Regions from separate parts of the Mus musculus genome. Here regions 2, 3, 4, 5, 6 and 7 are each linked to region 1. Evidence: chromatin contacts called from public Hi-C, HiChIP or PLAC-seq and promoter capture Hi-C data. All regions are on one chromosome and are shown on one strand. The core of a region is the stretch at or near the end of the contact, and the rest is flanking DNA. Distances in the headings are between cores, read along the strand shown. Region 1 holds the start of Qk (quaking). Region 2 holds the start of Agpat4 (1-acylglycerol-3-phosphate O-acyltransferase 4 (lysophosphatidic acid acyltransferase, delta)). Region 3 overlaps Prkn (parkin RBR E3 ubiquitin protein ligase). Region 4 overlaps Prkn (parkin RBR E3 ubiquitin protein ligase). Region 5 holds the start of 1700010I14Rik (RIKEN cDNA 1700010I14 gene). Region 6 overlaps Prkn (parkin RBR E3 ubiquitin protein ligase). Region 7 has its middle 67 kb from the start of 6530411M01Rik.

Region 1 (2,739 bases), core at 120-2,619:
AAAACAACAACAACAAAAAAAGCAATCCAACTAGCCTGCTTACGTACACATTTAAAATACAGTGAGATGATTCCCAGAAAATTATAGCCAGGGCCAACTCTCAAAATGGTTAATTTGACAATCTTGTCTACATTTTAATGGAGCATGTTATAGAGAACTTGCAACAAAACAGGGATGATGCAGATTTAATGACCGACAGCTTCTATAAATCGCAGGACTTCATTGCTGCAATTCGGAACATTGTTTCCGAAACAAATGTAACCGGCAGAACTTCCTCTACACGCCATAGAAAGCCCCTGTCCTGGCCCTCTGCCTGTCATTTATTTATTTATTTTTGTCAAGTAGGTAAAAATAGGCGTTGGCCACTTCGTTTTTTCCCCGAATATGTACTCCTCACACAGGCTCCCTTGTGCGGGGGCCGCACCGCTGAGGAGCCAGCGCCTCCGCCACCAGGGACTGGAACCTGCGGTGAGGATTAACGGAACCGCGCGTCACGCCGCATGGAACAGAGCCCGCCCGCACGCCCGTGGGTGCGCACGCGTGTGCCGTCTCCGCCCACGGTCCGGGGCCGCCTCGCAGCCCACGGCAACGCGAGGCCCGTCACGCGTGGCGCTGGCTCCAGGGGAAACCTCACTGGAGTCCCTACCGCCGGAGACACTTGCGGTGTGGGCGCCCACGCCAACTCAGTCCGCCGCCACCTCGCACCCCAAGCGATCCGACGGCCGGGTTTCCCGCCCCGCGAGGTGGGCGCCGCGCCAGAACGGTTCGGTCCCGCTCCTCCGTCCGCAGGCCATCTTCGTCCCGCTCCACCCCCACGCAGGCGCGCTCCAGGCCCGCTTCCCCCCCACCCCCCGCCCCCACGGCGCGCTCTCCGCCAGGTGGGGCGGAGCGACCCTCGGAAGGGGCGTGGTCACAGTCCTCGACGCGCGCACGCGCTCTCAGCCTCTCGGCTACGTGTCTGGACACGTGACGCCCACCCGAGAGTCCCCAGTGAAGCAACAGGACGTTTAAAAAAAAAAAATTTTTTTTTTTTTGAGGGGGTAGCGAGGAAGGTGGACGAAGAGGTTTAAGAAAAAAAAAAAAAACCCAAACTATAGTAACGCGCGCGGACGCGAGGCCCGGGCGGCGGCGAGCGCAGCGCGTCGCGGAGAGTCCCGCCGGGATTCCTCTCAGCCGCCGCACCCGACCGCGCCCGCCGCCTCAGCAACAGCGCGCCGACGAGCCAGCGCCGCCGCCCGCGTCCCCCTCAGCCGCGACCCCGGCCCCGCGCGGGCGGCCACCGGCGCGCGTCCTCCCCGCCGCGGCCCGGCCCTGCGCCGGCCGTCCCGCCCGAGCGGCCAGGGGCGGCGGCGCCGCCTGAACTGAGGCGAACTCCGCCGCCAAGTGAGTGAGGAGGAGGAGAGCCGCGGAGGAAGAGGAGGAGCGCAGTCGGAGCGCGGCGGCGGCGGCGGCGGCGGTAACGCGGAGCGCCGCGGCGGACAGCACCGCAGACTCGCGAGCTCCGGCGCAGGCGGCGCGACCGGCCGACGAGCGGCCCCCCGGCTCCTCGCGGCGCAGCGGCCCCGCGCCGCGCTCGGCCCGAGACCCGCCTCTGCCGCCGGCCTCGCGAGGGGAGCCGCGCCGGGCGGCCGAGGAGCGGCGGCCGCGGCGCGTCGGGCCGGGCGAAAGTGCCTGCGGGGGGCGGGCGGGCGCGCGGAGCCGGCCGCCCCGGGGCTCGGCGCGGGAGCCGGAGCGGGAGCCGGCGCGGAGCGGGACGCCGCGTCCCGAGCGGCCGGCGGCCGGAGCTCGCCCCCGCCCCTCCCTCCTCTCCTCCGGCGGCGGCGGCGGCGGGCGGAGTGAGCTGCGGAGCCTGGAATATGGTCGGGGAAATGGAAACGAAGGAGAAGCCGAAGCCCACCCCAGATTATTTGATGCAGCTGATGAACGACAAGAAGCTCATGAGCAGCCTGCCCAACTTCTGCGGGATCTTCAACCACCTCGAGCGGCTGCTGGACGAAGGTGAGGCGCCCGGCCCCGGCGCGGCGGCCCGGGATGGCGGGGCGGCGGGAAGGTCAGGCGGGCGGGCGGGCGGGCGCACAAAGGCGGCGCGGGCGGCTCGCGGCCCGGCCGGGGCCGGGCCAGGCCCGAGGGCGGACCCGGGAGCGCGCGGGGCTGCGGGGCTGCGGCCGGCTCCCGACGGCGCGGCGGCTAGGCTCCCCGCCATCCCGGCCATCTCGGCCGGCCCGGCGGGGCCACGCGATTCCCCGAGCTCCGCCTCGCCTGGCCCGCGGAGCCCCGGCTTAGCGGGCTCTTTTCGGTAGAGTTGCGTGGCCCGCAGTACCCGATCGGACCCCGAGATGTCCAGGAATCACGTAGGGTACCGAAGAAAAGTAGTGCTTATGTGGCCGAAGGCGAGGACGAAATGACAGAGTAGAACACTTTTTGTCCTTTTGTTTGGGGAAGCGAGAACTGTTTGGGAGTTTAACTTCACTTTTTTTTTTTTCTTTAGTCTGTGGTGGTGGTGGTGGGGGAGGAGTACGAAATACCGCGAGGACAGACCTGAACGGAATCCGAGTTTGGAAGAACTGGGGCGGAGGGTTCGCTCCCGGCGTAGCCGCCTGCGTTTGCAGGGCGGGGAGCTGGAAGTTTGAAAGGACGGGGATAAAATAGAGCAGAAGTTTGCACAAGCCGAGTTAGGAGCGCTGTGGGGAGCGAAGACTGACTGGAGATTAATGCTGGTCAGCTCTGGAATTCCTTTAG
Region 2 (2,739 bases), core at 110-2,609, 1.8 Mb before region 1:
TTCCTCCCTACGTTGCACCAGAAGGATATCATACCTCTAACTTGGGAGTCTTAATTGTTTTTCTCAAAAGGAACCTTACCCACCCACCCCCGATATACAGAGACACACATGCACACATCCACACTACGTTTCCCTCCTCTTGAGATAACTTTTTCCCCCCAGTAGGAGATGCTGAGTGATAACTTCAGATGAGCAGATCCGTGCCAGGTTTGGAAAGACTAGAGGGTAAACACTGGGTAATCCAGGTGAGAGCACCACAGAACAATACCCTAGAGACCCAGCTGGGTAGTTAGCATTTCTTATGCTAACTGAACTTTGATTTGTGGCTAAATGAAGTTCAGAATAGAGCCAAGACTCGTTTTATACATGTTTAGACTTGTGGGTGAGCCTGAACAGCTGATAACATATTTACCAGTGTGAATTATCAGGTACTTTGCAACACTTTATTTCAATGCAGTATCCTCCTATAAAGAGTTAAATCCCCCTGCCCCTCTTAGTTTGTTCAATATCATGTCTTAAGAAATTAGTTAAGTTTCTAAAAGCTGCCCTTAATACTGGAAAGCTTCAAAAACATAAAAGAACTCCCTTTAAAAATCCCGACATATGATGGAGAACCCAGAAGCTTAAATTTAAGTAAATAAAGCGGTGATTACAAATGCCTGTTTCCTTGACAACTCCCCTCCCCCAGCCCTCCTGCGATAGGGAAAAACCAAAATGAAAACGAGAGGAGGGGGTATCTACAGAGTCACGTTGCGTTCCAGCGAGGCCCAGCCAGGCCAAGCCCAGGAAGGAAATACAAATAAATCAATTTAGATTGGGACTGTATTTTTGTGGAGTATATTTTTGTGGTTGTCATAGAAACACCAGAGACAGAAGAACGTGTTGCACGAAAAGAGAGCCCGTATATGTAACAGGAGCCATCGCTACACCTTCACGGTAGCCAAGAAAATGCTTCCACCCTGGGAGGGCTGCTCGCAGAGCCCCCAGAAAGCTCCTCACAATCTGGCACAAAGCAGTGGTCGCGGAGCCCCGGTGCTCCTCCCTCTGCCCCCACCCCCACCCCCGCATCATTCGCTCCAACCCCACCAGCATCCCGCTCCGAGCCTATCCCTTCCAAAGTACTAGGAAACCAGCCGAGCAGAGGGACCCCTGCCAGAGAAGGGCATCCGATCATCACACGCCACACCCCAGGAGAAGGTGCCTGGTAATCGTACCAACACCACCTACCTCGCTCCGGGCAGTTCTTTGCATTGGTGCTCACAAGCCAGAACTGCGAGGCAGGAGCCTGAGGTTCAGAAACTGCCTCTACTTTAGAGAAGCTGTAAGTCAGCCAACACTGGAAAGAAAAAGCGAGACTCCACCCAAAGGGGTGGACCCTTCGGGAAGGGAAAAAAAGGTGGTCCTCGGCTGACGTCTCTCCCCACCCATGTCACTTCCTTTTAAAGCTACGACTTAGCAGCTACTGGGAGGGAAGCTCGGACCCCGTGTAACATGAGTCACCCTCTCCTTCCAATGAGTGTAAAGAAGTGTCCAGCTCGGCCTCCTGTTGGAGCCAGATGGGGATTGGGATCGAGTAGTCACCCGCGTGGATAACAAAGCCATCCCAGTGGCCTGCCGCCACTCGCCCAGCTCAAGAGCCCTGTTGCATCCCCGTGCAAACAGCCTGAGAAACCTCGGCCTCCTGCCCTGGAAATTGCCCCCCCCCCCACGCCCCAAGTCCCCTGTGCCATTTCGTTTGGGGGTGGGGGTGGGGGGAAAACAGGATGAAAGCTGAAGCCCGCGCACTCTAGTGCCTTGCTCACCTCTCCTGGCCACCACTCCGCCAGCCCGGAAGCCCCTTCCAAGATCACGCCCAGCGTTCCCGAGACTAGGACCAACAGACCTAGGATGCCCGGAGCTCCTGTGGATGGATGCTCTCCTTCCAAAGCTGGGTGCCAGCGGGTGCCAGGACTGCCTACTCATGCTAGTGCGCACAAGCAGGCAACACACACATGCACATGACATTTACACTCTTGTTAAGTTAGCAAGGGTCTGAGCAGATTAACCGAACAGAGTCCTGAAACTTTAAGGGGGCGGGGGGGGGGCGGTGTTGGAAGTGCGCAAAGGCCAGGTCTGTGACATTCCTGGAAAGGTGAATTCAATCTCTGGGTGCCTAAAGTGCCCTTCAAATACGGGCTGTTCAAGACACTGTCGCAGATGTTTACATATTTACAGAAAGAATGCCCCGTGGTCGCTCTACTTTCTAGCGCGAGCAGTACTGAGAAGTTCCTCCTCCAGGCTGCAGAAGCACGGCAAATAGCTTGCCCTGCAGACAGGAGCCAAGAAGAAGGTACTCAAGAAGCAGGAAAAGGGTTTGGACTTTGACATCCTGAAGATCATCTAGAATGTGAGAGGAGCAAAGCCAAATGGAGTGAGGGTGGAGGGCATAAGGAAGAATCCAAACCGAAAGCCCATTTGTGGGGTGTAAAAATTAACTTGAACGGCTAGCAAGGGCTATAAAAGTTGTTAGTAAAGAGTTTCCTATAAGTACTGGAGAGATGAGGTGGCTCCGGGTTTAAGAGTGCTTACCGCTCTTGAATAAGTCAGGGTTCAGTTTCAGGCACCTGGCAGCTCACAATTGCCTTTAACTCTACGGAATCCATCACTCTCTGATGTTGGCCAGGGGCACCTGCATGAATGTGGTGCACATAAACTCACATAAGTACACACGCGCGCACGCATATACACACACACACACAC
Region 3 (2,739 bases), core at 175-2,674, 1.6 Mb before region 1:
AGTCTTTGTAGATTGGGAATCATGTCTTACATAATAGGAGCTACTGGGGTTGTTCCTACAGTTCTCAATAGGAGGTCAGCTATGTCTGCAGTGAAGAACCAGCCCGCCTCGGTCTTGGGCTTAAAAGCTATTTTATAGTAAGGACAGACTAGGTTCTCATTCCTGTTTATGGCAGGAATCTATTTCTCAAGACTGGGCTCTGCCCCACGTAACTCCCTCATCCAGGAAGTGACAATCACGTTTTTGTTTCAGAAAGTTGTAATCATCAATGACCTTGCAACCATACCTTTTTCTCAAAGGTTGTTATGACTGCCTTGTTATGGCCACCTTGCTAAGGTCTGCTTCTCTAAGCCTGCCTATTTTCTCTGCCAAGCCCCACACTTGGGAACTCCCTACCTCTTTGCTGTACAAATGTCTTCCTCACATACAATGTTGATCTCTTGAACCATATTTTTAGGGAGAGACAGCCCGTGTATGTGAATAAAAAAAGGCTTGCTTTAATTAACTGTTTGATTTAATTAATTTGGCATGGTGATTTGGGTCGGTGGTCTTTCTCTTTGCATCTTTGAGAGTTACAAGAAGAGTACATGAAATTAAGTTTGACAGCAAATTTAGAGATGTATAGGAGGACCATGAGGCCATTAAAGCCAGAAGAACGTGTTGACAGAGAGGAAATGACTGGCCACACTGGACAGTGAAGAGAAACGAGGGTGTCTGAAACGGATACAGATCCTAGGAAGTGAACAGGCTGCTGGCTAACTCTGCCTAAATTTTACTCATTGTAAAGGCATACCTCAGGGAAGGGGAGCTGGGAGAGGAAAAAGGAACTCGGGTTGCGGGGTGGAGAGAGGGGTGTCTTCAGAATTCTCCCAACACTGTTCAAAGGGGCCTGGGAAATAAGCCTGCCTGAGTGCACTCCTGCCTCACTCGTCATTTTATCTCCCTCCCACTCCGTCATTTTATCTCCCTCCCACTCCCCTTTCTTCCTTGTCTTAACGGGACTTATATTATTGACAAGTTCTGTATTTTAGTCTCCTTGCCGTAAAGTCACAGTCTTCATGCCGGCAAAAGTCAGAGCAGTACCACTGTCATGATTTTCCTTTCAAATGAGCTATATAATAATGATTATAATAATAATTCAATTTATTATTCCCGGAGACTTTTTTTAATTTTAATTTTTTTTTTTTAAATTAACCTCCTAGAGATCAAATTCATGAATTATTGATGCAGAGATTTCTAGATAGTTATTACTATGACATTCCCGGTAAATTTCCTCCTTGCGTTGTCAAGGCTTGGCTTAGCGGCTGAGAGAAGGCAAGCCTTTACAAACCAACCATCCCGGAAAGGAAAGAGCTTTCCCTCCGCTCCGCTCCGCGGGAGCTCCCAGCTGATTATGCGAGCATGGAGCTCTGGATTCATTTGCCTTCCAATGGCTCCTGCCACGCTGCTTCCAATTACTTTTAACCGGGCGTCCAATTCCCTTGTAGCTGCTGGGTTCTGCTTGTCCATCTGTCCCTGCAGGGGCTTGAAGCCCCAGAAAGAAGGTAGCAGTTAGAACATTTCAACCTAATGTACAATCCAGAGGACTGCAGGCCAGCCATTACAATACAATGACACGGGACTTCACCTCCTCTCGGTGAGCTGGAGAACCGAAGAGCAGCTGACAGAAATAAGGCCGGTGCGCACGAAGGGAAGGAGACCTGGCTCCTGCGCGGGCCACTTCCTTTTGTGAGCCACCTACTACTCAGGTTCCGAGGTAGATAGAGTCTGTAGGCTTCTGCTAGAAACCAGTGTGCTCAGGTCACGGAGGCGTGAGCTGATTTCTTTAGAATACTTTAAGTTATTTTTTCTTCTCCTCTTAGAAAGTCTTATATGCCACTGTCAGCAGAGCTGTTCCTAAGGACCCGTGTGTATTTATTTCCCCAAAGCTTTCTCTGTTGCTCCACGGCAGGATGCAATGGAGTACACTTTAGGCTGGCTCTAGAAAGAAGTTTCTAGTATTCTTAGGGGAGAAGGTAGGGGGTACAGATGGATTTCAGAGAAGCAATTTATTAGATTTATTAGTGATTACTTGATACAAATAAATCTCCCCCCCCCCCGTGTGTGTGCGCGCGTGTGCGCACATCTTGTGGTGATAGGACATTAAATAAAGGCATGTACCTCAGAGCTGACCATCTAGAACTTAAAGACACAGCTCTTTCTCATTTCCTTACGTCACTCTGTGTGGTTCAGGTTACTCCACCCCTCCGCCCCCCAAAGCCACCTTTCCCTTAAAATTACTGGGAGGATTAAGTGAGATGGAACTTAGCACAAGATCTGTCATATAGTAAACATTTAACCAACAGCAGCTGTCACACATCTGTGCTGCTGAGAAGTGAATTAAATATTGCTATGTAAGGGAAGCCACTTTAGAGATCCACATAAGTGACAGTCCTGTCCTACTCTGTGTCCTTGCCAGTGAAGTCAAGTCAGAGCAGGTGCGCCTGACAAACTGATGGAGCAACGCTAGGCTGCATAATGGGGAATATGTCCAAAGTCGTGGCCTTAAAGTGACAGGCTTAAATGGGTAGAGGCTAAGTACCAATCTTTTTAGACTCAAACACAAACTGAGTGCGGGAAGTTCCACAGGCTTCGGCTAGTGACAAGCCCACGCTGCTTCCGCTGCTGACTGAACCTGTAAATGCTACGAGGCACCAGCCTGTTGCTTTCGGGTCCACACTCGTGAGAGCTGGAAGTTAC
Region 4 (2,739 bases), core at 96-2,595, 1.5 Mb before region 1:
CTCCAAAGAAAAGTAACATTTTATTTGGTTTCCACCTGGCTGAATTAACTTTCAGTCTGCACTTGTACTGTAATCCTGCCCCTCATTTCCTCACCTCAGCCCCAAGAACCCATGTTGCACGGTCCTCGGTTTGCAAAATGTACCCTCACCCCCACCGCCATGTCCCTATATAGTTCAAATTGACTGCCTCCTGAGTGCTGGGATTTGATGCCCAGAGCACCAGGCCTGGCCTGCTCTGTACTCCTGTATTCCAGATTTCTCTTGTTATACACATTGCAGAGGTTAAAGTGTTTGGAGTCAAGCAGAGGACATTCCAGTGTTGCAATGGTACCTGCACTGTTCTTCAGCAGAACAAAATAGGCGCAAATATAACGCGCAATACAGCTGCTCCCTGCCCTGTGTGACTGCTCAGCACCCAGAATGGGGCTACTGTAAGGAACTGAACTGTTGGTTGTATTGAGTTTGGATGTAAGAAACAGCATATGTGCATGTTGAGCATCATGACCCTAGAGAGAGGTCAGAGCATCATCAAAGTAAAACCATAAATTCAGTAGTCTCTTCAGTGAGTGTATTCTGCACTGCTCTGTGCTCTCTGTTAGCTCATAGAGCGAGACCAGGGGTCTTTGGTCAGTTTGTGACTATGATGACTCCTCCCTAACACAGAGAGTTGGGGGCTTAACATTTTGAAAGGATAAAATTAGTTCATACTTGTGTTAGCCTTTTGATGCTGTGATGAAATGCATGATAAAGAAATGTACAACGGAAGAACAGTTTTTTTGTTTGTTTGGTTGTTGTTTGTTTGTTTAGGCTGACTGTGTTGGTGCTTTCCATCCATAGTCGCGTGACTATGTCGTACATCACTCCTGTGTGCTGAGTGGAGAAAAGCAGCTCACATCAGAGGGAAGAGGGTTGCCTAGGAACAAGCTATTATTCTCAAAGAGATAGCTCAAGGAACTTTCTTCCAGCTACTAGTCTCTACTTCCAATGCCCCCGTTTGACTATGACGTGGTTCCTTCCCTGCCACCCATCCTGCCCAGCTACCCCATCACCCTCGACAGCAACCCTAGCTGGGGACCATGCACAGGAGCATCTCAGAAGATAGTTCATATCCAAACAGACTAGTACTTCCCTTTATTTAAACAAAAACTGACTAGAGACAAGTAGGACGGCCAGATCTGTGCTGGATTGTAAAGCACACACTTCAAATTGCAGAACTATCTTTCGAGGAACATTTGTCAATTGACAAACACTTTGCAGAGAAACGGTATGCAGGAGCTTGCTTGTACATTTGTGAACGGCTTCTTTAATTAAAATAAATACTCTCCAAAGCTTTCTATCTTTGCACTCCAAGCTGTCTCACAGGCAGAAAGTCTAGCAAGACTTATTTCCAATCTGCAAATGAGCCAGTCTTGGAGTTGAAATTAGATTTTTGGACACATGTCAAATAAACAAGGAATGCATATTTTTTTGACATTTCCTAGCATTGATTTTTCTTTCATAAATGCTTTTTGATGAGAAACGCTTTATAGATTAAAAATTAACATATCAACCTTGGCATGGTTCTACCCGAGGCATGTTTGTAGGTTCAGTATGGCAGAGCCTAGAGCTTTTGTGTTCAATGGCATCTATTTAGTCATCCTGATGAATGCTCATCTTGTCTGGTGTCTCCTTGCATACATCATGGTGCGAGCCACATCCAAGTGGAGTCTAGATTTTAACTCCAGTTCTTTTTGAAAGAACCAACTCATTATAGCTGACAAAAAATATTTCATTATAATTTATGTATTTTCGTAAAAATAAACCAAGATCTCCTTAAAGAGCAGCAAAGGAAGCCAGGCATGGTGGCACACGCCAATGGTTCTGGAGAGGGCTTCCTTGGCTACCTATTGAGTTTAAGGCTAGCCTGGGGTACAGAAGAGCCTGCTGCACAATCCAAGCTGAAAACCAACCTCAGGAAGAACACAGAGAACCACCCCCCTCGCCCTCACATCAGCGAATGCCTGTTGCCTTTTCATTTCTAAATTCAGCGTATGGATAAAGGGCTCTGTGTCCTACCAGCTATTTTGAGTTTTAATTCAATCATAACTTAAATCTTTGCATCTTCACTGACTCCTCCCCTACACAAAGACTGAAGGTAAGGGTCAGACTCTCACTTCACTAAAATCCCCAATAAGATCAAAGTCACCGTACTTTTTTTTTTCCGCCCCCATGCAGCATGACCATACTCTGCCTGTGTCTGTGAATCTAGGTTTAATGCTGGGTTGACAACTTAGAGCTTGCGAGACTTTAAGACCCGTTCTGAGGAATGCAGTGCAGAGTAACAGCTTTGCCTTACAGGACTCAGGAGGGGCCTGTGTTGATGAGGGACTGAGGCACATGCCACAGTGTTGCCCTTTGACCCAGCTCCCTGCTACGCAGGCACTATCTGTTAAAGAAAGGGGGACAGTTGAGGGCCTAAAGAAATGCCTTCTCATTTCCTTAGCAAAATACAGAGGAAGAGTATTTAGAGGAGGAGTGATGGCTCAGTGGTTAACAGTCTTCCAGAGGACCCGGGTTCAATTCCCACTACCCACGGGATGGAGACAGTTGTCTGTAGCTCCAGTTCTCGGGGATTCCACACCCTCATCCAGACATACGTGCAGGTGAAACCCCAATGCACGTGAAATAAAAACACATTTATAAAAAATATGCTTTTAAAGGTCTCTTTATTTTGTTTGATTTCCTTTTGGCTGATACTAA
Region 5 (2,739 bases), core at 123-2,622, 1.3 Mb after region 1:
GGCAACCTCATTTAGACAATTTCTTTTCAGAGCTCCTTTGTGAATTTATTTTGTGTCAGGTTGATAATCAAAATTAACTATCCCCTTGGTGTCTGTGTTGTAGGGTTTTATAGGGGGGATACCTCTCTCCAAGGTACTGACCAACACACACATGCACACCATACATGCAAAAACTAGACCAGCCTCAGAAGGGTCATAAAAGTCCAGGTTCAGGAAGCTCTACAGATACTGGTCTCCAATGTACCTCAGCAGACATGAGCCACATGCTTACTCTAATGACAAGAGACCATGTCTCCCAGCAGATGTCCTGCCAATGGCCTGGCTCTGAGCCTTGTGTGTGTTGAGTGTCTAGCATGCGGGCTGACCTGGCTAAGCACAACTGAGGCTGTTACCAGTTAGCCTCGTCACTCTCAAGGGACATCTGCAGTGTTGTCAGTGTCCCATCAATGTCAATGACCTCCACATCACTGCATGTGGATATGGGGGTTGGCTGTGCACTAGGACAGTAGACTTGCAACCTGTTGCTCTAGCAATATTCCCTGAGTGAACTCTGCCTCTCAATACTGGTGGTGTCACTTAGAGCTAGACTGTTAGGTTGTTAGATTTATTACATGTGAGCTGTTCCCTACTTTTATTATGTGTGGACAATCATCTATGTATTCGAAACAGACACCTGCTTGCCTGCCTGCCTCTCTGACCTGTAAGTCACATACCAAGAGAGCGGTGTGGTACAGGAAGTTTTGCAAAACTCTCAGCTTCAAAACAAAAAGCACTGAACGAGTATGGTGAGCCCCTCCATCCCTTTCCCTCCAAGGTACTTTTACACACACACACTCCATACGCCTTTACACACATCCTATAACACACATACCAAGGTGATAGTTACTTTTGATTATCAGTCTGACACAAAATAGAATCCAGGAAGGAACTCTCAAAAGAAATTGTCTAGATGAAGTTGTCCTGTGGCCATGACCTGAGGGGTTTTCTTAAATGGGCTGAGGTGGGAAGACCCACTCTGTTTCCTGGCGGGGTCCTGGAGCTGAGTGGAGAAATGGTGCGCGTGTGTTCTTTGCTCTCTGTTTCCGGTTGAGGACAGAAGTAGCCAGCTTCCTTAAGCTTCTGAAAGGTCTGAGTCGCTGGGTCCAAGCAAACCCTCCTGATCCAGGAGCTGACTTCCTGCCACCAGAAAGGTTTTTACTTTCAAAACCACTTCTGAGAAACCAGCTTTCCTGGACAAACATCAACCGGGTCAAAACCCACAAAAATAGAGGCAGACCACTTACAGTCAGGTTCCTGATCCTCAGCCATTGCCCCTCTGGTCGGCTCGCTGCCAACGGAAGCTGCAGTTGCCAACGGAAGCTGCAGTTGCCAACGGAAGCTGCAGTTGCCATGGAAACAGTAAATATTCCTAGCCCCTCCCCCTCAGTGTAACTCTGGCGCCCGGCCACAGGGTGGCAGAATAACAGAATAGCCAGGAGTCTGCCACCTTCCCCAGCCAGGTCTGGGAGCCCTGGAGGGATGCTCACTGGTTTTACTTTGCAAAACAAAACTAGGCAAGATTCATTACAGAGCATGGGACAAAAGATAACTGGTGTCCCCAGTGAATGTGCCCCCGCTGCAGTCCTTGGTTCTAGACGCAAGAACCAGAGCACACGGGATGCTAAAGAGGAGGGCTGAGGTGTTTCTGGACACGCGATAGGGTCACCAACTCAGATCCTCGAGTTCAGACAGAAAGGGAAGAACTCTGGTTTGCACAAGGCATGTGCTAGTAAGAGCGGCACCTCCCCTACTTCTGGAAAATGTTAATCTCCCCCCCCCCCCCACCCTACGGCCGAAAAAAAAATTCTTCCAAATCATGGCTTATGTCAGCGTAATCATTCTATCCCTTAGGTGACAAAAATCAGAACGTCAAGGGTCAAATATGTGTCGATTCTTAAGAATATAGTAAAACCCATATTCCCTCCTATTGTTTAGTCGTCTATCAAAGTGATTGAAGGAGAAGTATATTCAATTATTATCACTGCAACGACCTGTCAAAACTAAGGTGGATTTTTGTGGAAGCAAATCCCTGGCTCACTGCCCATGTTGTCCCCACGTGGGGGAGGGGGTGGCTCCTGAAGGCAGAGGAATGGAAGGACCAGACACCTGCGTTCACCCAGGGAAGAGTTTTGAGCAGCAATGGCTAAGTGCTATGGAAAGCCAGGAAGAACAGAGTTGCACCTAGTCCCAGGTGACCTATAACCTTAACCTATGACTCGGGCAGTGAATTCTGACCCTTTCAGCCTGGTTTGATATGAAAGGGAACTAGCAACTTTTCCACAGTGCCAGGCTGGAACCCACTCTTCAGAGGCAAACGAATGCCCTACCACCGAGCCACACACCCTGACCCCTTCCCCGTGAGGCTCAGGGCAGAGATGGTGGTGTTGGAGGAGGTAGAGCACATGTACACACAGTCTACCTCTGTCTTGGGTTTCTATTGCTGTCATAAACACTATCACCAAAAGCAACTTGGGAAGGAGGGTGTTTATTTCAGTTTACTCTGACCTTGAAGGAAATTGGAACTCAAACTGGGCAGAAACCTGGAGGCAGGAGCTGATGATGCAGAAGGCCACAGAGGAGTACTGCTTACTGCCTTGCTTCCTGTGGCTTGCTCAGGCTCATTTATTCCACAGTCGGGACCACCGGCCTAGGGTGTGGCACCACCCATAGTGGACCCTTCCATATCAATCACTAATCAAG
Region 6 (2,739 bases), core at 130-2,629, 1.3 Mb before region 1:
GTGACCTCCGAGTCTGGATTCTGTGCACACGCAGACTAGCTGTGGGAGTTTTCATTATAACTCACAGAGAAGGTGGGCGGCTTGCAATGCCTGTAGGTTTAAGCTGCCCACAGAGGCATTTCCAGTTGTCTTAAACACTCCATACATGGCACACAGCGTGCGTGCGCACACACACACACACACACGCACGCACACACACACACACACACACACACACACACACACAGGGGTGAGGGCGGGCGCTGGGGAGGGAGAGATGCTTGCTAGCATTTGCCATTCTTGCTGGCTTTAGCCACTGAGACAACAGGCTCTAGACAGCGCTCCTACAATCGGCTTCAGGATGGATTTAGATCATCACTCTTCAAATTCTGTCGGGAGCACCAAGGGCTCTCTCCTGCCCTCCTCTTCCTGTCTCTCCACCTCTTCCTCCCATGACTCCCTCACCCCCTCTCTCTAACTCCCCACCATGTTCCAGGAATCTCATATTCACCTGTAGCACACACAGGCTCCTGATGCCAGTGATGTGAGTTCCCTAACCTGTTTTCAGCCCTGATGCAAGGGAGTTTCCATATATGATTGGGTTGAAACTGTCAGCCGAGTGGCCTGGATTGAGTCTGGCCTCGTACATGCAATCAGTGTACAGTTTTGTCATCTCATGCTCAGTGAAGTGTGAATGAGAACACAGTGAGCTTGCACGAACAAGAACGGAGGTAACATAGGTTCCCTTTGATAAACAGGTACTTTCAACCTTCAGCGTTTTCTCTGAGTTGTGAAGGATATGTGGTTTCAAGTCTCTGAGTGAGGGCTTTCTTCCCTCTGAAATAAACATTATGATCAGCTAAGATACCTGGGAGGAAAAAAATGTGGGAAGGAAGACTTCCCATCCACTTGTAAGCTCCTCTGGCCACTCCCTCCCCCGTCACATCCCTATGTCTGGGAGAGCTGTTCGGTTCCTAGCTTCTCAGGCTTTTCTGCTCCCAAGCTTCCATAGAGAGTGAAGCTATGTGAACCCCAGAGTTACTGATGCCACATCTGTGAATCGGGTGAGCCCATTCAACTGTGGATCTGGCTCGCCTTCCTCCAATGCAGTTCTCGCCCGCACCCCTGTGACAGTCAATGGCTCACACTATTAACTCATTCCTGCTCCCCCTCAGCCGTGCTTCTAGACAAATCGGGGCATGGGGGTAGGGGGTGGGTGTGGCACAGGGCAGCCAATTTGTTGGTGACATCCTAAGGGGAAAAAAAATGTGCTGTGGCCAGTCTTTTGTTCCAAGTGATGTCTCCTTCAAACATCCTCCAGCTTTCTGGATAGGCTGATGGAAAATTCCCTGGTCTGCAAGTCTGTGAGCTTTTCCATTCTTCAACTCAGAAAATGAATAAACAGGAAGAGAAGACAGAAAGAAAATACACCGTTCTGCCCCTAGGTGGGGCCACTGCCCACATGTGCCGCGTGTCGGTGCATTAAAATTCGCTTTTCTTGCAGTGAGGCCAAGTTCAGGTAGCAACGGAGAACTGATAATGTAAAATGAACTTTGAGCTGCTGTAAGAAAGTCTTCAGTCCCACGGACCTCACTCATAGGTCCTAGGACTCCTTGAATTCCCCTATTTGTCTTTTAAAACGTATGTCCTTATTCAAGCATAAACGGCTGGAAACACCCCAGCATCTGTTCTCGAAGGATGGGCTGTGGGCAATAAGAACCTAACAGCAGGGAGATAGTTTACAAAATATTTGGTCAAACAAAGGCGAATGTCAATCTGTCTGTCTGGGGGATAGGTGTGAGGATCCCAGAGCCACTAGCTGCAGCAATTTTGATTAAAGGAAGTATAGGAATAACTGCTCATACAGCTTTCAGCCTGTGAGTTCGACCTATAGTCTGTGGGGGCACATGAACCCCAGGATACCTATGAATGTAGCCTGGTACAGAATTACAAACTTCCTTAACACATTAGAGGGAGAGACTCTATTTTCTTACTGTCTTCGTGAATTGATTGTGTGGTTACAAGATGGAGGGTACATTTGATTGGGGTTGGGAGAAAGGAAGGCATGGCGGACAGGGTAGCTTGATGTTGGTGGCTGAGATGCCTCATCTCTGGAATGGGAAACAGAGAAAGTAGGATGTGCTACAGGCTTCTTCCTCTTTCCTTTCACTCTTTTTATTCACTCATGGGCTTTGCCCATAGAAAGGCTTTTCACTTCACTTTGCTATCACAGACACACCCAAGGTATGCTTCATTGATTCCCTGAGTGGTGTTTCTTAGTCCAACCGAGTGAACAAAGTCAACCTAACATACCAGGATATTAAGAAATTTGTTCAGGGCTGGAGAGATGGCTCAGGGATTAAGAGAACTTTCTGTTCTTGCAGAGGACCTGATTTCTGCTCCCAGCCTCACAGTTACCTAGAGCTGCAGCTCCTGGGGCATGTCACACCTCTGGCTTCCGTGGGTACCTGCACTGGTAGTCAGGTACAACCCTTTATGGAGACAAAAGGATAAACAGCAGTGTGGAGGGGTGAGAAATGGCAGGAAGCACAGGGAGGAATCTGTTCAATATACAATATATACTTTAAAGTCTGAAACCTTTAGACATGAAAGAAAGAAATTTCTCTGAAATGATCCCATAAACTCTTAACACATGATCAAATTCTAAAACCTCAGCTTTAGCCCTAAAAAAAAAAAAAAAAAAAAAAAAAGCCACAAAGGTGCCTGCTCACGGGAGGCCTTGGGACTGGATCTGTGCCC
Region 7 (2,739 bases), core at 117-2,616, 1.1 Mb after region 1:
GATTTTTTTCCTAAGATGCATCTGACTCCAAGTTTGCTTGTTTTCCCATGTAATTAATCCTGTGTGCCTGTAAATCATTATTCTTCAAAACTCCCCCCTCTCAATAATGCCATTCCTTTGACCTATACAAAATTTGGGGTCTGACATAAAAATTATCAGACCTTAGGCAAAAGTCACCTTACCTAGACACCGTTCACAACATATTCTTAGCAGAGCCTAGGACTTACATGCCCCAGTTGTTACGACCACAGACACAGATAGAATTCACCATGTGATGAAGACAGACTCCTACAGTCTCTCCTGATCCATCACTACTCCTCAGCTACATAACTTACTGCTGTGTATCACGAAGAAAGCTAGGGCTGTCAGGGGCATCCCACATCTCATTGGCTTGAAGCAAGAGGGCATTACCATCAGTTGGAGGAAACAGATATAAAATTGGGGTCTCTACAGGACCACTTACCCCTCAGGAGACTTGGGCATCAACTCTCCCTTGCCTTGTCCAGCTTTGAGAGGCTTTAGCATGGTGTGTTTGGGGCCTCTTTCCACCTTCAAGCACCGTCAGTGGAAAACTGAGGTTCTCTCTCAACCCTTTCCACATAAGGACCTTCGCCGTTACAACGGTCCATACAGAGAGGGCATCTTCTTGTCCAGGATGAGTCTATTAAGATGCCAGTTCTATTTGCAGCCTCCACTGCCTTTTTCAATACAATAGATTCAAGGGGCAGAGATTTTTGGGTGGGTATGGGAGACAGCTGTTTCTGCCCACCATACCCTTTTCTGTGCCGGATTGAGGGTTCATTGCCACAAAAGCTGTCCTGACTTCCCTGATCAGTAACTTCCCATCAGCCATATCAAGCTTTGGGGAAAATAAGTTCCATCTTATGCCCTAAAAGATGGCAAGTTTCCAGTGACATAATTTGGCTTTCTTCTGTGTTCTTAAGATGGAGTCTCATGGATCTAAGCATGTTCCATAGCACCTGGCTTATGCACCTCTGGAGATAAAACACAAAGTTTGACACTAAGCAGTCTCACACTAAGCTGACTAATCCCAAGCCAGCGTCCCCCTTCCTATCAGAACTGTTTACTTCAAGAGGGAGAGCCATGCCTGCCAAAGCATGTCCATGTGAGCCCTGGATGGCCCAGGACCCAAGTCAGGCAGGTGCTCGTGCTTAGTGTTTCAGCTGAGACTTCCAGCAACATTTATCAGTGTTCTGCTCTTGCTGGGTTCCTGCAGATGTCCTTGGTGTCTTCCTGGGGTCCCTGCTCTGCTAGCTTCTGGGTCCTCACTCCCACGCCATAGCTGTTATATTTCTTCCCAAAGCTTCTATCAGAACAAATGTGTCAGCATTCGTAACAGATGGTTGCTTTCAGTTGGTGAACAAGGATCCTTAATATATCACAGAGGCTCTTGCTGGGAGCATATCTGAGAGGCGGGCAGGCTGCTCCCAGAAACACAGGCAAAACAGAAGCCACTGCTACCCATGGGGCTACGGGACAGAGCCAAGTGACGACTATAAGACCACCTGGACCACTCTGATTCCTTAGCTGAATGGAACCCAAGAAATGGGAGGGGGCCAAGAATCTATGCCACATCAAGGCTTAGGTTAAATGTCAAACCATCTATTATAATAAAAGTCACAGCTAAATGACAGCCCCACCACTCAGGCTTCCAATGTGTTTGTCTTGCAGGTACACGCCTGAACCCTCTAGAAGGGATTATCTTTTAAAGTTTAGGGAAAGAATCTCAGAGAATGTTCTTTGAGGGTGGTAGGACACACAAGGGATTGTTTCTGTGCTTTACCAGTAAGCAGAAAGCTATGAGACCAAGGTGGCCATTTGAAGCACGGCACAAATTAGCCAGTGTTCTCAAATGGTCATTGGTCTAAAAACATTTTAGGTGAATTTCACATAGTGGGCTTAGCCAGAAATATAATTAGCAAAGGTTTTAGGAAGCATTCACTCTGCTTGATTCGTTTACCAAAAGCCATTCATAACTTCAGAAAATTATACCAGCAGCCACACCCCTCATGGTACATGTCAAACCCGGCTTAGCAACCACAGACCCTGAATCAGTTGGCATTTGTAACTTTAATAAGTTTGTGTCGTTAATAGGCACAACCATCCTTATTCATCAGCTTCAAACTGTCAGTCCTGAAAAAGCATGTGGACTGCAATTAAAGTTCGTTCACTTATAAATATAATTGGTGGCAAGCACATAACTAATCATAATTTATTATAATAGAGTTTGCTGTTTGTTTGAATATATGTGCCCTCATTTCTTTATGCATTAAAAAGCATTTTTTTATAAATTACTTTCTTTTAAATTCTCACTTACTTAAAAGGAACATCTTTTTTAACTTCTACAGAAATATGGTTATATTATCCATGCATTTTTGTAGACCATTGGAAGTATTTTAAAAGTGAAGCCATGAGCAAGAGACAAAAAATAAAACAGTAGGCAGGAAATTTAGTGATGGGTGGGTGGCTCTCTCTCTGATATTTTCCCTTGCTACCACTTCAGGTTTACTTATCATTACTTCAGTGCCACCTCTAAATTGTGCTACTGAATTCCCCAGGGCAACACTCAGTGCCACCTCTAAATTGTGCTACTGAATTCCCCAGGGCAACACTGGATCAATCCAGTCTCTTGCATATTACACTTCCAGAAGTATCTTGGTTATTCTTGGCCCTACATCCTTCCACATAACTTTGAAATATGAGCCAAGGAATTAAAAA

Evidence for each region. Promoter capture Hi-C pulls out the DNA fragments that hold promoters and counts their contacts. Hi-C and Micro-C count contacts between places; a contact is called where the count stands out from the background. HiChIP or PLAC-seq counts read pairs in DNA pulled down with a chosen protein or histone mark.
Region 2: an H3K27ac HiChIP or PLAC-seq map of extraembryonic endoderm stem cells shows a contact between it and region 1, with 6 times the contacts expected there. The contact joins the promoter of Agpat4 here to the promoter of Qk in region 1. A contact is called at or near these places in 8 of 39 promoter capture datasets (the 3T3-L1 cell line, 3T3-L1-derived adipocytes, the C10 cell line and 5 more), 1 of 484 Hi-C or Micro-C datasets (B cells) and 7 of 115 datasets of contacts at active chromatin or transcription factors (epiblast stem cells, extraembryonic endoderm stem cells, forebrain and 4 more).
Region 3: a contact with region 1 is called in a promoter capture Hi-C map of hippocampal neurons, with 15 times the contacts expected there. The contact joins the enhancer-like site here to the promoter of Qk in region 1. A contact is called at or near these places in 5 of 39 promoter capture datasets (the HPC-7 cell line, HPC-7-derived erythroid cells, cranial neural crest and 3 more), 5 of 484 Hi-C or Micro-C datasets (cerebellar granule neurons, cerebellum, cerebral cortex and 2 more) and 8 of 115 datasets of contacts at active chromatin or transcription factors (SST interneurons, embryonic forebrain, embryonic hindbrain and 4 more).
Region 4: a Hi-C map of cortical neurons shows a contact between it and region 1, with 3 times the contacts expected there. The contact joins the enhancer-like site here to the promoter of Qk in region 1. A contact is called at or near these places in 3 of 39 promoter capture datasets (the 3T3-L1 cell line, second pharyngeal arch cranial neural crest and stem cell-derived epiblast-like cells), 1 of 484 Hi-C or Micro-C datasets (cortical neurons) and 3 of 115 datasets of contacts at active chromatin or transcription factors (SST interneurons, embryonic forebrain and forebrain).
Region 5: an H3K27ac HiChIP or PLAC-seq map of acute myeloid leukemia shows a contact between it and region 1, with 4 times the contacts expected there. The contact joins the promoter of 1700010I14Rik here to the promoter of Qk in region 1. A contact is called at or near these places in 5 of 39 promoter capture datasets (the C10 cell line, the HPC-7 cell line, embryonic stem cells and 2 more), 2 of 484 Hi-C or Micro-C datasets (CD4 T cells and Th1 cells), 5 of 115 datasets of contacts at active chromatin or transcription factors (SST interneurons, acute myeloid leukemia, astrocytes and 2 more) and 1 of 9 other capture datasets (adipose tissue).
Region 6: an H3K4me3 HiChIP or PLAC-seq map of forebrain shows a contact between it and region 1, with 17 times the contacts expected there. The contact joins the enhancer-like site here to the promoter of Qk in region 1. A contact is called at or near these places in 9 of 39 promoter capture datasets (the 3T3-L1 cell line, the HPC-7 cell line, HPC-7-derived erythroid cells and 5 more), 20 of 484 Hi-C or Micro-C datasets (adipose-derived mesenchymal stem cells, cardiomyocytes, cerebellar granule neurons and 10 more) and 9 of 115 datasets of contacts at active chromatin or transcription factors (SST interneurons, VIP interneurons, astrocytes and 6 more).
Region 7: a contact with region 1 is called in a promoter capture Hi-C map of hippocampal neurons, with 11 times the contacts expected there. The contact joins the enhancer-like site here to the promoter of Qk in region 1. A contact is called at or near these places in 4 of 39 promoter capture datasets (the 3T3-L1 cell line, the C10 cell line, hippocampal neurons and 1 more), 2 of 484 Hi-C or Micro-C datasets (cerebellar granule neurons and cerebral cortex) and 6 of 115 datasets of contacts at active chromatin or transcription factors (the NIH/3T3 cell line, acute myeloid leukemia, embryonic forebrain and 3 more).

The regions. Positions count from the first base shown.
Region 1 is chr17:10,317,991-10,320,729 of GRCm38.p6, reverse strand. Qk (quaking) reads left to right here and starts at 1,369. Exons shown (of 8, transcript NM_001159517.1): 1 at 1,369-1,998. The coding sequence starts at 1,857. Gm46608 reads left to right here. Exons shown (of 1, transcript XM_017317774.2): 1 at 1-1,079. The coding sequence starts at 385. The coding sequence ends at 1,011. It overlaps Cahm (colon adenocarcinoma hypermethylated RNA), which reads right to left and starts at 811. Exons shown (of 1, transcript NR_037588.1): 1 at 1-811.
Region 2 is chr17:12,117,904-12,120,642 of GRCm38.p6, reverse strand. It overlaps Agpat4 (1-acylglycerol-3-phosphate O-acyltransferase 4 (lysophosphatidic acid acyltransferase, delta)), which reads right to left and starts at 1,359. Exons shown (of 9, transcript NM_026644.2): 1 at 1,228-1,359.
Region 3 is chr17:11,911,921-11,914,659 of GRCm38.p6, reverse strand. All of the region lies in intron 9 of Prkn (parkin RBR E3 ubiquitin protein ligase), which reads right to left. Among named protein-coding and RNA genes, the nearest start is that of D17Ertd648e, 30 kb to the right of the region's middle. Within about 2 kb of position 1,424, at least 35 of the 459 cell types and tissues checked have an H3K27ac peak or open chromatin away from gene starts, as enhancers often do. A contact at or near this core is called in SST interneurons, cerebellar granule neurons, cerebellum and 5 more, where this site is marked.
Region 4 is chr17:11,857,842-11,860,580 of GRCm38.p6, reverse strand. The region is part of intron 9 of Prkn (parkin RBR E3 ubiquitin protein ligase); the gene reads right to left. Among named protein-coding and RNA genes, the nearest start is that of D17Ertd648e, 24 kb to the left of the region's middle. Within about 2 kb of position 1,345, at least 6 of the 459 cell types and tissues checked have an H3K27ac peak or open chromatin away from gene starts, as enhancers often do. A contact at or near this core is called in SST interneurons and cortical neurons, where this site is marked.
Region 5 is chr17:8,986,966-8,989,704 of GRCm38.p6, reverse strand. It overlaps 1700010I14Rik (RIKEN cDNA 1700010I14 gene), which reads right to left and starts at 1,372. Exons shown (of 10, transcript NM_025851.3): 1 at 1,284-1,372. The coding sequence starts at 1,308.
Region 6 is chr17:11,610,336-11,613,074 of GRCm38.p6, reverse strand. The region is part of intron 6 of Prkn (parkin RBR E3 ubiquitin protein ligase); the gene reads right to left. Among named protein-coding and RNA genes, the nearest start is that of Gm41525, 53 kb to the left of the region's middle. Within about 2 kb of position 1,379, at least 14 of the 459 cell types and tissues checked have an H3K27ac peak or open chromatin away from gene starts, as enhancers often do. A contact at or near this core is called in SST interneurons, cerebral cortex, cortical neurons and 1 more, where this site is marked.
Region 7 is chr17:9,233,953-9,236,691 of GRCm38.p6, reverse strand. No RefSeq gene overlaps it. Among named protein-coding and RNA genes, the nearest start is that of 6530411M01Rik, 67 kb to the right of the region's middle. Within about 2 kb of position 1,366, at least 15 of the 459 cell types and tissues checked have an H3K27ac peak or open chromatin away from gene starts, as enhancers often do. A contact at or near this core is called in cerebral cortex and hippocampal neurons, where this site is marked.